2 separate regions of the Gossypium hirsutum genome follow, and region 2 is linked to region 1. Evidence: chromatin contacts called from public Hi-C data. All regions are on one chromosome and are shown on one strand. Each heading gives the region's core, a stretch centred on a gene start, on an enhancer-like site or on the middle of the called end of the contact. The rest is flanking DNA. Distances are from core to core; before and after follow the strand shown.

Region 1 (5,899 bases), core at 1,906-4,405:
ATTAAGGGGTTTATAAAGTTAAATCAGGATATCATGTTGCCAACCGGCTATTTACAAGGTGCTCCAACTCTAAATTGGAAGCTTCTTTTGAAGTTAAAAATTCCGCCGAAGGTTAAAGAATTTATGTGGCGGGTTTTACAAGATGTTCTTCTAAGGCTAGGCTTTGTGCTAAGGGAGTGGATATTTATGTCAATTGTTCTATATGCTCTAGTGTGGAGGATCCTTCTCATGCTTTACTGTCATGTCCTAATGCTGTAAATTGTTAGTCTCTTTGGCACCGTATGGATTCTATACGTGATTTTTCTTTGATCACCTTTTTTTTAAAGGATTGGTTGAACATTATCTGAAGGTTGTAGTGGAAGAGTTCTGTGTGATTTGTCGGTAGCTTTGGTGGGTGAGAAATGAATTGATTTGGAACAATATTGTTGTGCCTCCATCGACCATCATGTACAAAGCTCATAGTTTCTTGGTTGACTGGCTAGAGGCTCAAACAGTTTGTACAGGTTCTCAACGTATTATGGATGGCACCGTTGATAACTCTAGCCTTCACCAAGGAATGTGACGTTGTTGGGTTGACGCTGCAATTTTGAGTACGAGAAAAACGAGGTGTTAGTATTGTTGTTTGCACCATGGGTGGTAAGTTCATCATTGCTATTGTGGAATCGACAGAGGGCTTCATTTCACCGAGGGCCGCTGAAGGTCTTGCACTTAGAGAGGTTTGGAGTGGGTTGTTGCTAATAGGGTGGATGGAGGTATTGTTTTCACTGATGCAAAGGAGGTGTATGTTGCCATGAACTACACAGAGGAGTACACTTAGGAGGTTTTGAGGTGGGTCCCATATCTTCATGGTTGAAAAATCATTGCAAACACCATCCTCAGAGTCGGCTCCCCTCAAGTCGATGCCCACTTTAGCATTTCCAGATGCATGCTTTTCATGCAACCTAGAAATGATATCCATTGGATTCAGTCCAGCATTCTCTGCCAAGGTTCTTGGTACCAATTCAAAACTTTCACCAAACTTAGCAATGGCATACTGATCCAATCCTGTTTCCTTAGAAGGATAACTCTTTCGGTCTTCTCGCCAACTCAATTTCAGTAGCAGCTATATGACTATCCCTGCACATTGCCTTACATGTATTCACACAATCATCAACGGCTGTTTCAAGATCATCCAATATACTATCTGTACTTCCTCGCAAAACCACGGCGACAACTTTGTTATCACCTTCTTCACTTCTTACAACAATGACCCGAGAACCATCGATTCCCTTAACCAATATCACTAATTAAGGGTGAGTATCAAGCAAAAAGCGATTTAGCTTTCTTTGCTTTATGATAAGAGGCATCTCTTCCATCAACATCAGAATCAAGTGGGGTAGTAATGGTAACCTTCCGGCTCAAGTCGTGACCATCAGAAATATCATCTTCTGCGTTTGCATCTTCTACAATAATTTCTTCATTTAAACTCTTTGCTTCATTCATACTCACACTTAATTAGTTATAATATATCAATCTCAACTTTCTTATTTCTCTATATAGATCATATTTAATTGAAGAAACCTTACAGCAACTAAGAAGAGGCTAACCCCTAATTTTTGCATAATGAAAACAAGACTGGCAAAAAAGAAACAACAGTAAGGGTTTCTTTCATCATAATTTTTTTTTATAATCCATTCTAAATACCTTAAAAATAATTTGTGTTTTTTTTTCAAATTTAGGCAAGTTATGAATCCTTCTAAATACCTTAAAAATTATGTATTTTCTTCATGCTGAATGTGCAAATGCAATGAAGAAATGTGGAGATCAAGCCAAGGAAAACTTAAATATGAAATTAGAAATTAGAAATATATATATATATAGAGTAGCTATTTTCATGTTTTTTCCATTTTTAGATATTATATTTAATTTAAAATAAGACAAAGGCGTATTACATATTGTACCTTCTTCTTTTTTTTTATTCTTTTGTGTTTGAAATATCAACAATTTGTTTCAATTTTCTTTTTAGACTTTCTCATGTTATTCCTTTTTAGATGCTTTAAATATTAAATCACTATTTCACTTTCAAATTTAATTTTTTTATGCACTATTTATGATTTGGGGACCTAAAATTCAAATGAGGTTCAAATCTCTTACCCATGACCCAGTAAGGCCCTGTCAGTAAGATGCGTGCAGGTCTCGTAGAAGGAGTTTATTAGGGGAGCTCGCCACTACGTGCAGGTCTCATAGAGAAAGTTCGCCAAGAGAGCTCGCAAAGATGGTTCGCAGTCCCAATTCACATATGCTAAGGAGTTCGCAGGAGAGGGCCACAAAGTGTAGTTGGCAGAAATAGTAGTACATGTGTTTAACATGTCTTGAATCCGCTCAGAACATCAATTTTATAAATAGTAACATATTTAAGTACTCGATTGTTTTCTTCAATTAAACATGACAAAAAATTACTGAGCAACTTTATAAACCATTGATATAAATTATTTGTATACAAACTTAAATGTATTATTATGCCTTCCATTAACCATTGTTTTATTCACTGTACAATCTTGGTCAAATGTAACATCTATTCGAGAAATTATTCCTACCGGAGAAGAGAGAAAAACTATTTTTGATTTAGAGATTCTAATTGTAATTTTACAACAAGAATCATAAGTTTGCAGTGGAAATGACAGAAAAAAAGAAGCAATATTGAATTAATTTAGTATACCTCAATTTTTACAATAATGATCTTTTCGTATATTTTATTTACGTTGTGTTTTATTTTATTAGAATAAAATTGTTCCTTTTTTCTTAATTTAAAAAGAAAAAAACATTTTCCATTTGATTTATAATATTAAATTAAATAAAGTAATCATTTTTCACAATTATTATTTTATTAGAATTTATAAATCCAATATATATATTAATTCTAAATATAACTACTGGAAAAAACTATGGGTCACATAGTATTGAAACTACATTTAATTTTTTTTAAATAACTAATTTATTTAATTGTAGAAATGCATGATTGATATTAAATAACATCTAAACAATTAACATATAATAATTTAACTAATTACAAACTACTACAAAAATTGGGAAAATGAGAAAACACATAACCTTATGTGATTTTTTACAAAATTAATTAATAATTAAAATGAAAGTGTTAAAATGAAAGTCAGGATGAACTTAGTAAAAATTTAATTTTGGTAACCTAGACTAAATAGTTTACACTTTAAATTATATATTTTCTATTTTGGTATTTAATTTTTTATTTGTGATAAAGTAATGAAAATGATAGTTGAAAGTGGGAAAAAAGTTTAGAAAAGTGAGAAAATGAGTTTTCAAGCTTTTTTCCCTTTTTATTTGCTTAGATCTTAAGACTCTCCGTTTTTCTGTTCATTTCTGATCAAACGAAGCAACATAAGAAAAAGGGAAATGGGAGATCAATTGGCGAGAGGAGAAGAATTCGAGCAAAAAGCAGAGAAAAAGTTAAGCGGGTGGGGTTTGTTTGGCTCCAAACATGAAGACGCCGCCGAGCTATTTGATAAAGCGGCCAATTGCTTCAAGCTCGCCAAATCATGTAATTTTTTGCAAAGCCTTTCTGTAACTTTTTTTTTTAAAAATCATGTTTGTTTTCTTAAGAAAATGATGGATTAAACTTTATCTAAGAAAATGGAATTTTCAAGATTTTCTGATTAGTTTTGCGATTCCGAAACTGTAATATAAAATTTATAGTTATTTCCTTTTAACAAAAGTTTTCTGTTTGTTTATTGAGAAAATGTTGGACGGAGAATGGTTGGAAAGAAATGAAATATTCGAGATCTTTTGATTAATGTCTCTATTTAGGCGACCGGAATTAGGATTTGGTCGCAATCGATGATATTTATATTATTATTCTTCGTAATTTTTATTTGTTAATTGTATTGTATTTATTGATTAACTCCGATTGCGTCATTGCTTTAGTTCAGTTCAGAAAACGTGAAAATTAAGGTTACTTTAAGATTGGAGTATTGATTAATTACTTTATAATTCAATTTAATTCCGATTGCGTCACTGTTTTGGTTCAGTTAGAAAATGTGAGAGTTTGGATTTCTTTAACATCGGATCATTTATTAATTACTTTATAATTCAATAGGTATTTGAAATGTGCTGAAACTGTATGCTTGGCTCTAATTCTTATCCTCTTTTATGTTTTTCTTTTCTCAAGGGGACAAAGCTGGATCAACTTATGTAAAGTTAGCAAATTGTAACTTGAAAGTAAGCCCTTCGGTTCAGTTCTTAGTAATTAACTGTTATTTAAGATTTAGTTTAACTCCTTTGTTTTACATATCTATAGCTAGAAAGCAAACATGAAGCTGCTCAAGCTTATGTTGATGCTGCTCATTGCTATAAGAAGACAAATGTAAAGGGTGAGTCTGGAGTGCATGGTTTGATCTAAAAGTTCTGGAATTTTGACTTGATTAATCTGTGACTCAATTTTGTTCCTATGCAGAGGCTATATCCTGCCTGAAAGAGGCAGTGAACATGTTTTGTGATATTGGAAGGCTCAGCATGGCTGCCAAGTATTATAAGGTGTTTTTTATCCATTAATATGCGAGTCTTTCAAGGGAAAAAGGAGTTTGTCATTCATTGTAATTGTTTATGTATATGTGGTTGCCTTTCATTTTGGTTGGGTTCATAATTTTTTCCTAATTGTTCATTAGCAATGTTGCCACTAGAGTTAAAGCTCCCAAGCATCTGTGCTTCTCATAAGTCTCGTTTAGCATTCTTGTTGGTACAACTTATAATGCCAGAAGTTATGTTTCACTGCAAATTTGATGCTAAATGGTAAAAAGTTTAGGCTTCTGTGTTTTAAATCTTGGTTTGACAATGCAAACTAACATGCTAAGAAAAATGAAGCTTTTTTGGTTTGGAAGCTGGATTTCGAATAAATTGATTATTATCTTTACATCTCTAAACCCATATTATTTTAAGCATATTTGTTTTTGACATTTTGATTCCTTACAACACTTTTTCATTGCAATAGTGAACACTTGGTAGTTTCTAAATCATAATGTTTCACCACATGTTTTAACACCTTTTCCAACACATGGTTTTATAATCTAAGGTTTTTTTCCCCCACAGTGAAATTAAACTAGCCCGTAGTATCGTTGAACATACATAACCATAACTTTTCATGATGTTATTTACTGTTATTCATAGACATGGGTGCTTCTTTTATGTGCAGGAAATTGCTGAATTATATGAGTCTGAACAGAACACTGAGCAGGCCATTGATTATTATGAAAAGGCAGCTGATTTCTTCCAAAATGAAGATATATCAACCTCTGCCAACCAATGTAAGCAGAAAGTTGCACAATTTGCTGCTCAGATAGAACAGTAAGCATGTTCAACTTCTTGTAGACACTGTTCTTGCAAGTTTTAGTCTTCTACCGTTGTCAATGGTTTGTAATCATTGATGGTGTTTTAATTTGCTAAGGGCTAGATTAGCATTGTTATTGAAAAATGCTTTTAAAAGTGCTGTGGAAAGTTAAAATATCCATTTTAGACACGGTATTATAAAGTAAAAAATAAGTTAATTCAAATTCCTTAATTATACATGAAATATTAATTTTACATACTTTTAAGCTATTATTATAAATTGTTTGTAAAATCTAATTTGAATATGTAAATTATATTTTAGATATTAAAATCACATATAATCATAATTCTTGTTAATAAAAATTTCACGGAATTATTGACTTAAATGTAAAATATCCTTATTTCCATATATATTATTATTACTACCACGATGCCATGTTTTCATTATTTTGGTACTAACAAATGTTCAATTTAGTATATAGTACAAATAGAAGAAAATTATGGTACCTCATTGTTAATATTATGACATACGAAATATAAATTTTAGATACTTTTTAAGTAATTA
Region 2 (6,098 bases), core at 80-2,579, 400 kb after region 1:
CAAAATAAATTATCAAGAGAAAAGACATATTAAGAGAGTCGAAGTTGTAAACTACTCTCCATACAAGTTAAAGCTTCACCACACTTGTTCCCTTCACAAAAGATATGTAGCAATGAGCTAGAACTCATAGAATGGAGAAGCGTCTTGCACTTATCAATCAAATGAGATAATAAGTCAGATTTAGATGGTGATTTCATAAAAATGTAGCATTGACTTCTATTTCAAGATTGTTAATGTTAAGTTGTCGAGCTAAACTCAGGGTCCATAGCTCAATCTCTACGCTAATAGCTCTAGGGATGTGACGAAAAGAGCCAATCACCTAACTACCTTGATAATCACGGATAACAACACCAACACTAACTTTACTCGAATTCCCTATAAATGAACCCTCAGTATTCAACTTTAGTGATCTAACTCAAACTTTCCCATAAATATTTCCAATAAATTTATAAAGTTCTTGTCGAATTAAAAAGTTATTCGGATTATGATTTCATCCGTTATCAAATATTAAAAGATTGGTCACAATCAAAATATGATAAATTGGATATATATATAATATTAATCTAAAATGTTAATGTATTGTTACTAAGAGAATAATTTAGTTTTTGATATAGAGAGAAAAGGTTAAGGTTTTGAAGATAAATGAAAATTAAATCTAAAATTGAAAAAAAAAGGTAAAAGTATTATAGAGGCCATTGTACTGAGAGTAAGATTATATTTTGTCTCTCTATTAAAAAAGGTGTAAATTAGTTCATGTACATTAGATTAAATAGTAAATTAATTTTTTCTATTAAAAAGTTCATCTATTTTTACTATTAAAAATTAATGTGTTTAACAAAATAACCAGAGTGTGACATATAGCGTGCCACATATATATCATGTTGATGTACGTGTACAGGGACCAGTGTTAATTGTAAAAATAGATGAATTTTTTTTTAGCAAAAGGACTTCTTCTCTATTTAATCTAACTGTATAAGGACTAATTTACTCATTTTTTAGTAGAATAGATAAAATGCAATCTGACTTCTATTATATAAATATTTCCATAGTAATTTTTTACCAAGAAAAATATGAATAAAACGATGAAAGTTGGTAAAAATTATAACGTTTCACCGTACAAAGGACACCAATTCCGTATGCAAAGAAAGATTCGTGATGCTGCTCTATCCTTCTTTTTTGTTCAGCATTTGATCGCTTTATTTTATGATCTAATCGAACAATTTTCTGATGCTTTCCTTTTATTTTTTCATTTTCATTTCCAACAAAAAAGGGAAACTTGCTTTCTTGCCGACTAAACACCACCAGATTCCTCAAAAACCCTATATAAACCAGTGGGTGTTGAGCATTCAAAGCACTTCACAATCTCAACAACAGCTATACATTTAGCCTCTCACTTGCAAAACCCGTCCTAACTTTTGGCATTGTTTTCCGCATAGTATATCAAATGGAGAGAGTGACAAAGTTGGCATCCGAGAAGCCAGTGGTGATCTTCAGCAAGAGTTCGTGTTGCATGTCCCACACCATCAAAACCCTTTTCTACGACTTTGGTGTCAACCCTGCGGTTCACGAACTCGATGAGATTTCTAGAGGACGTGAAATCGAACAAACTCTTTCGAGGCTCGGTTGCAACCCTTCTGTTCCAGCCGTCTTCATTGGTGGAGAATTCGTTGGTGGAGCTAATGAGGTCATGAGTCTTCATCTTAATCGAGCCTTAATTCCAATGCTTAGAAGAGTAGGGGCACTTTGGGTTTAATTCAAAAATTAATCCACTAACTTGCATGCCAAGGCACTAATAAAATTGTGATTATTATATATTATTATATATAATCACATAAATTAGATCCATGAGAGTGTAGATTTCAGGTCTAATTAACAGTGAGCACTACTAATTAACGAGTTCTCTTAGTGAGTGGGTATGTTATCTTTTTGGTAATGTACTAATTATGTTTTTGAGTAATAAAAGTTGCGATTTACATTTACATTAATCTTTTTTTTTTCTAACAAACGGTAAAGAATCCTTTGAAAATTGAGAGAATTTTAAAAAATATATTAAATTTAAAAAATTGACTTGAAAAAAATTAGATTAATTTAAATATAGATTAGACTTGGATTAAAATAATCAAGGCTCGAGTCTAGCCCAACTCATTTTTCTAACTTTGTAATATATACTACTTTAATATAAACATTTAAAAAATGTTATGATATCTATATATAAAATTTTATAAATAAAAAAATAAAAAATACTAAATACTAAATTAAAAACAATATAAATATATTTTTTAAAGTTAAAAATAATGAATAAATTTGGATTAACAATTTATTATATAAGTAGACTTGAAAAAATTTTAAGTTCACAAATATAAAATAAAGAGCATTAATATTTGTAGCGAAAATTTGTGAAAATAATACTTGGGAGTTGCTACCATGCATATAAATGGGCATTTCGAAAAAGATAAATGGATTTGGGTTGCAAAATTTTTGGAGTAAATGGGCCAGGATTGATAATGTATTGTTGTAAAGTATAGAGAGAAGATGGTACAGTGTGATGAAAAGTTATAGCAGGCAGAGGCAGTGATGGCAGCGGCACGCAATTCCCGAGAGAGATGGATCCTTTGTAATGGAGCCCACTGCCGCTCGCCATTAAATGCCTCGAGGCTCGACCATCAAAGCTTTACACTAAACAACAAAACTACACGTATTTTTTTAACATGGTCTCGTTATTTTTGCCATCTTTTTTGACACAGAAACTTATTCAAATTTCCCATGTTATTTCTCACTCTTCCTTAGTCACCCGCATGGAAATAGTAAAAACTGGAAAAGAAAATGGGTGGTTGGAATGAAAGTAAGTTCTTTTGTTTCCATTTTAATTGTAATTTAAGTTTTTATTACATAGTTTTAGTTTTCTTTGTATTAAGCTAAGTAGCTAGCTACCACTATTATCTGTAGGTTGTTAGAGGGACCTTCCAAAGCAAATCTTGGCAAAGGATCTCATAAATCAAACAAAACACAACAGGACAAGACGACCCGGTACTTTGTCTTTCTCTCTCTATCATCACTATTTGCAGAAGTACAGTTCACTTCTTCAATGTGCACCTTCTTAGTGTTCTTTCACACTCCCAAGCTAATGCTTCAACTACTTTCTTCCTCATCTACCTTCATTTCCTCAATGGCCAATTAATTTTATTTCATTTTCCTTTTTTTTATTCTCAAACAGCTCAAGTCCAAGTTTAAAGGTCAAACCTTTTTGTCTCTGGTTTAACATATGACCCGATTGTACTTTGTTTTTATTTGAAAAAAAAATAAAAAAACAGAACTTTGATAAAGGAAGTGTTAGGCTTTTTTGTTGTTTTACGCTGTTTCCTTGATGATAATGTAGCTTCATTTTTTGTGGAAATTTTAGGGCTTTATTTCCTGGTTTTTGATTGAAAGAGTTTTGCTTTGCTTTGGTGAAAATGTTTAGCTTTTCTCGTAGACGCATGAAGCTTGGCAGGTCAGTTTCTTCTTCCCATATATATCATTTTCTATTTTTTATTAAAATTTATGTTCTTTTTACCTTTATGTCAATAAAGAAACTTGGTGGATAAAGGATGCAAACTTGATTAAATATTTCCCCAAATCCCACATCTTTTGTTTTCATGAAGAAGACCTCTTGTTGCTGAACATTGTTCACTTATTTTTAGTATATTTTTGTGTTGATTTAGAGTGAAGAAAGTACAGCTTTCAGAGTCCGCCAATGGAATTAAAAGTCCTACGAGACCGCCCAAACAAAGCAACAATTCAAATGTGAGGCTTTTGACATGTTTGAATTTCTGTTTTGTAACAGTCGGCATGTGTATAATATATTACTCGGTCTCGGTGTGTTGGATATGGCTATGCATACATTATCGTATGGTTAGATTTTTCTATGTTTTTTCATATATTTGGAGTTCATCTCCCCATGCCTCCAATATGAGTACTTAAAGAAAATGAAGAGTCCAAGGAACATAGCGTGTATAAGTTGCTAAAGCCTTCAAATGTGTTTCAGGTTGAGTCTGCTATGCTTGCTGTTAATCATTCTGATGAACTTGAATCCCACTGTCCTCCTGCCCCTGTTATTAATTCATCAGGGAACTCCGAGAATTGGATGGTATTGTCAGTTGCTGGAGAAACGCCTGTGCCACGCTTTAATGTAATATATATATATGTATATCGATGTTTTCCATTTGTCTGATTGCTTCATATCTTAGGGTTAATGACTTAATTCAAATTTTGTATATCGGATATGACGGAAATGCTGAAATATTTTTGTGTTCCTTGAGTAGCATGCTGCCACTGTTGTCGGGAACAAGATGATAGTGGTTGGTGGTGAATCTGCAAACGGATTGTTAGATGATGTGCAGGTTCTTAATTTCGACACTTTTTCTTGGACCATGGCATCATCGAAGCTTTACTTGTCGCCAAGCAATCTTCCACTTAAGATTCCTTCATGCAAGGGCCATAGTCTGGTACAATCATATGCGGTGCATTAGGTTTTTCCATTATGTTGCATTCTCTTTGCTTTGCATACTATATAAACTAGCCAAACTGTTGTTCATCTATGCTTGTTAGCTATGATATTAAGTGACCCTGTGTACTGCCACCTCCGTGTCTGCTATTTAGACTTGATTTCAATCTTATTCTTGTAATTTAATGATTTGGTTACTTTGTTTGTGCTACTTTATAGTATCATAGTGCTGGTTCATGTTATTTCTAATGAGTGGGATGCAATGTATTAGGAGTACTGATATTCTTGAGCTTTTTCGTTTTATCCTTACCCAGGTTTCATGGGGGAAAAAGGCCCTCCTGGTTGGAGGCCGAACTGACCCTGCAAATGACAAAGTTTCAGGTTTTGAATTACAGTCTTTTATGGTCTTGTATTGTCTTTCTGTTTCCATACATGATGTTGTACGTTTTTGGTTCTCAAATTTGGCTTTTTTTTTTTTTTTTTTTTTTTTTTGCAGTGTGGTCATTTGATACGGAGACAGAATGCTGGTCAGTTATGGAAGCAAAAGGAGAAATACCGGTACTCTTTTCCAACTTATAAAGGCCAAAATACATGTAAATATTGAACACCATAAAAAGAAAAGGCTAAAGAAGAACAGTAAGAAGTAGTAGGAAATATATTCATTCGATAGAGCTTAACACTGGCATGTCATAAATTTACAAGGAATCGTTTGTCTTTTTCTCTTTGCTCCATCCTCTCTTATTTGCCTTTTTGGTTGAGAAACTCCGGGTTTTACTCATTTATTGATGTAAGCATTCCTAACAAACATCCTAATATCTTTCAGGTTGCTCGAAGTGGTCACACTGTGGTCCGAGCGAGCTCCGTTTTAATCCTTTTTGGTGGTGAAGATGCTAAAAAGAAGAAACTGAATGACTTACACATGTTTGATTTGAAGTCCTTGACGTGGCTCACTCTTCAGTGCACGTATGTAGCTCGAACATATTCCTTTATGTCACTTTGCTGATAAAGAAATCATGCTCTTAGCCATGCATCTATTATTACTCAGACACTACATTTTGCTTGAAGAACCCATTCCGACACATTGGTGTGGGGATATGATCCTCTAAGGGCTCTCCAGATACATGAAAATCTTGAAAAAGGAAAATAATGAACATGACTGTGTTCAACACTCACACTTGAATCAAAGTATTATAACTATCCATCTTAAGACAATTCTTATGCTAGAAGCTTCTAATAACTGAATTGTTTTGCGGAACTGTATAGGGGAACAAGACCATCACCAAGATCCAATCACATAGCAACTCTTTATGATGATAAAACTCTTTTTGTCTTTGGTGGAGCATCAAAATCTCGAACATTGAATGATTTGTACTCACTTGACTTTGAAACGGTGTGTAAAAATTCAGAATTCGATGCCAAACATTTATTATTTCTTTGTAATTTTTTATTAGCTTATAATGGTATTTTTATATTTTAATTTTTCCTCAGATGGTATGGTCGAGAATAAAGATACGTGGTTTTCATCCATCTCCAAGAGCTGGTTGCTGTGGAATTCTTTGTGGAACAAAATGGTACATAGCAGGGGGTGGAAGTAGGAAAAAAAGTATGAATGTAA

Evidence for each region. A called contact is a pair of places that touch in the nucleus more often than the background predicts.
Region 2: a Hi-C map of leaf shows a contact between it and region 1, with 2.8 times the contacts expected there. The contact joins the promoter of LOC107919524 here to the promoter of LOC107896736 in region 1. A contact is called at or near these places in 2 of 34 Hi-C or Micro-C datasets (hypocotyl and leaf).

Annotation. Positions count from the first base shown.
Region 1 is chrA10:93,761,164-93,767,062 of Gossypium_hirsutum_v2.1, forward strand. LOC107896736 (alpha-soluble NSF attachment protein) reads left to right here and starts at 3,156. Exons shown (of 9, transcript XM_016822001.2): 1 at 3,156-3,553; 2 at 4,181-4,230; 3 at 4,310-4,382; 4 at 4,466-4,545; 5 at 5,201-5,352. The coding sequence starts at 3,409.
Region 2 is chrA10:94,164,745-94,170,842 of Gossypium_hirsutum_v2.1, forward strand. LOC107919524 (monothiol glutaredoxin-S2) reads left to right here and starts at 1,330. Exons shown (of 1, transcript XM_016848972.2): 1 at 1,330-1,979. The coding sequence starts at 1,445. The coding sequence ends at 1,753. It overlaps LOC107920523 (acyl-CoA-binding domain-containing protein 6), which reads left to right and starts at 2,433. Exons shown (of 17, transcript XM_016850270.2): 1 at 2,433-2,842; 2 at 2,947-3,027; 3 at 3,401-3,490; 4 at 3,702-3,783; 5 at 4,025-4,168; 6 at 4,302-4,484; 7 at 4,798-4,864; 8 at 4,980-5,041; 9 at 5,307-5,446; 10 at 5,747-5,873; 11 at 5,972-6,086. The coding sequence starts at 3,453.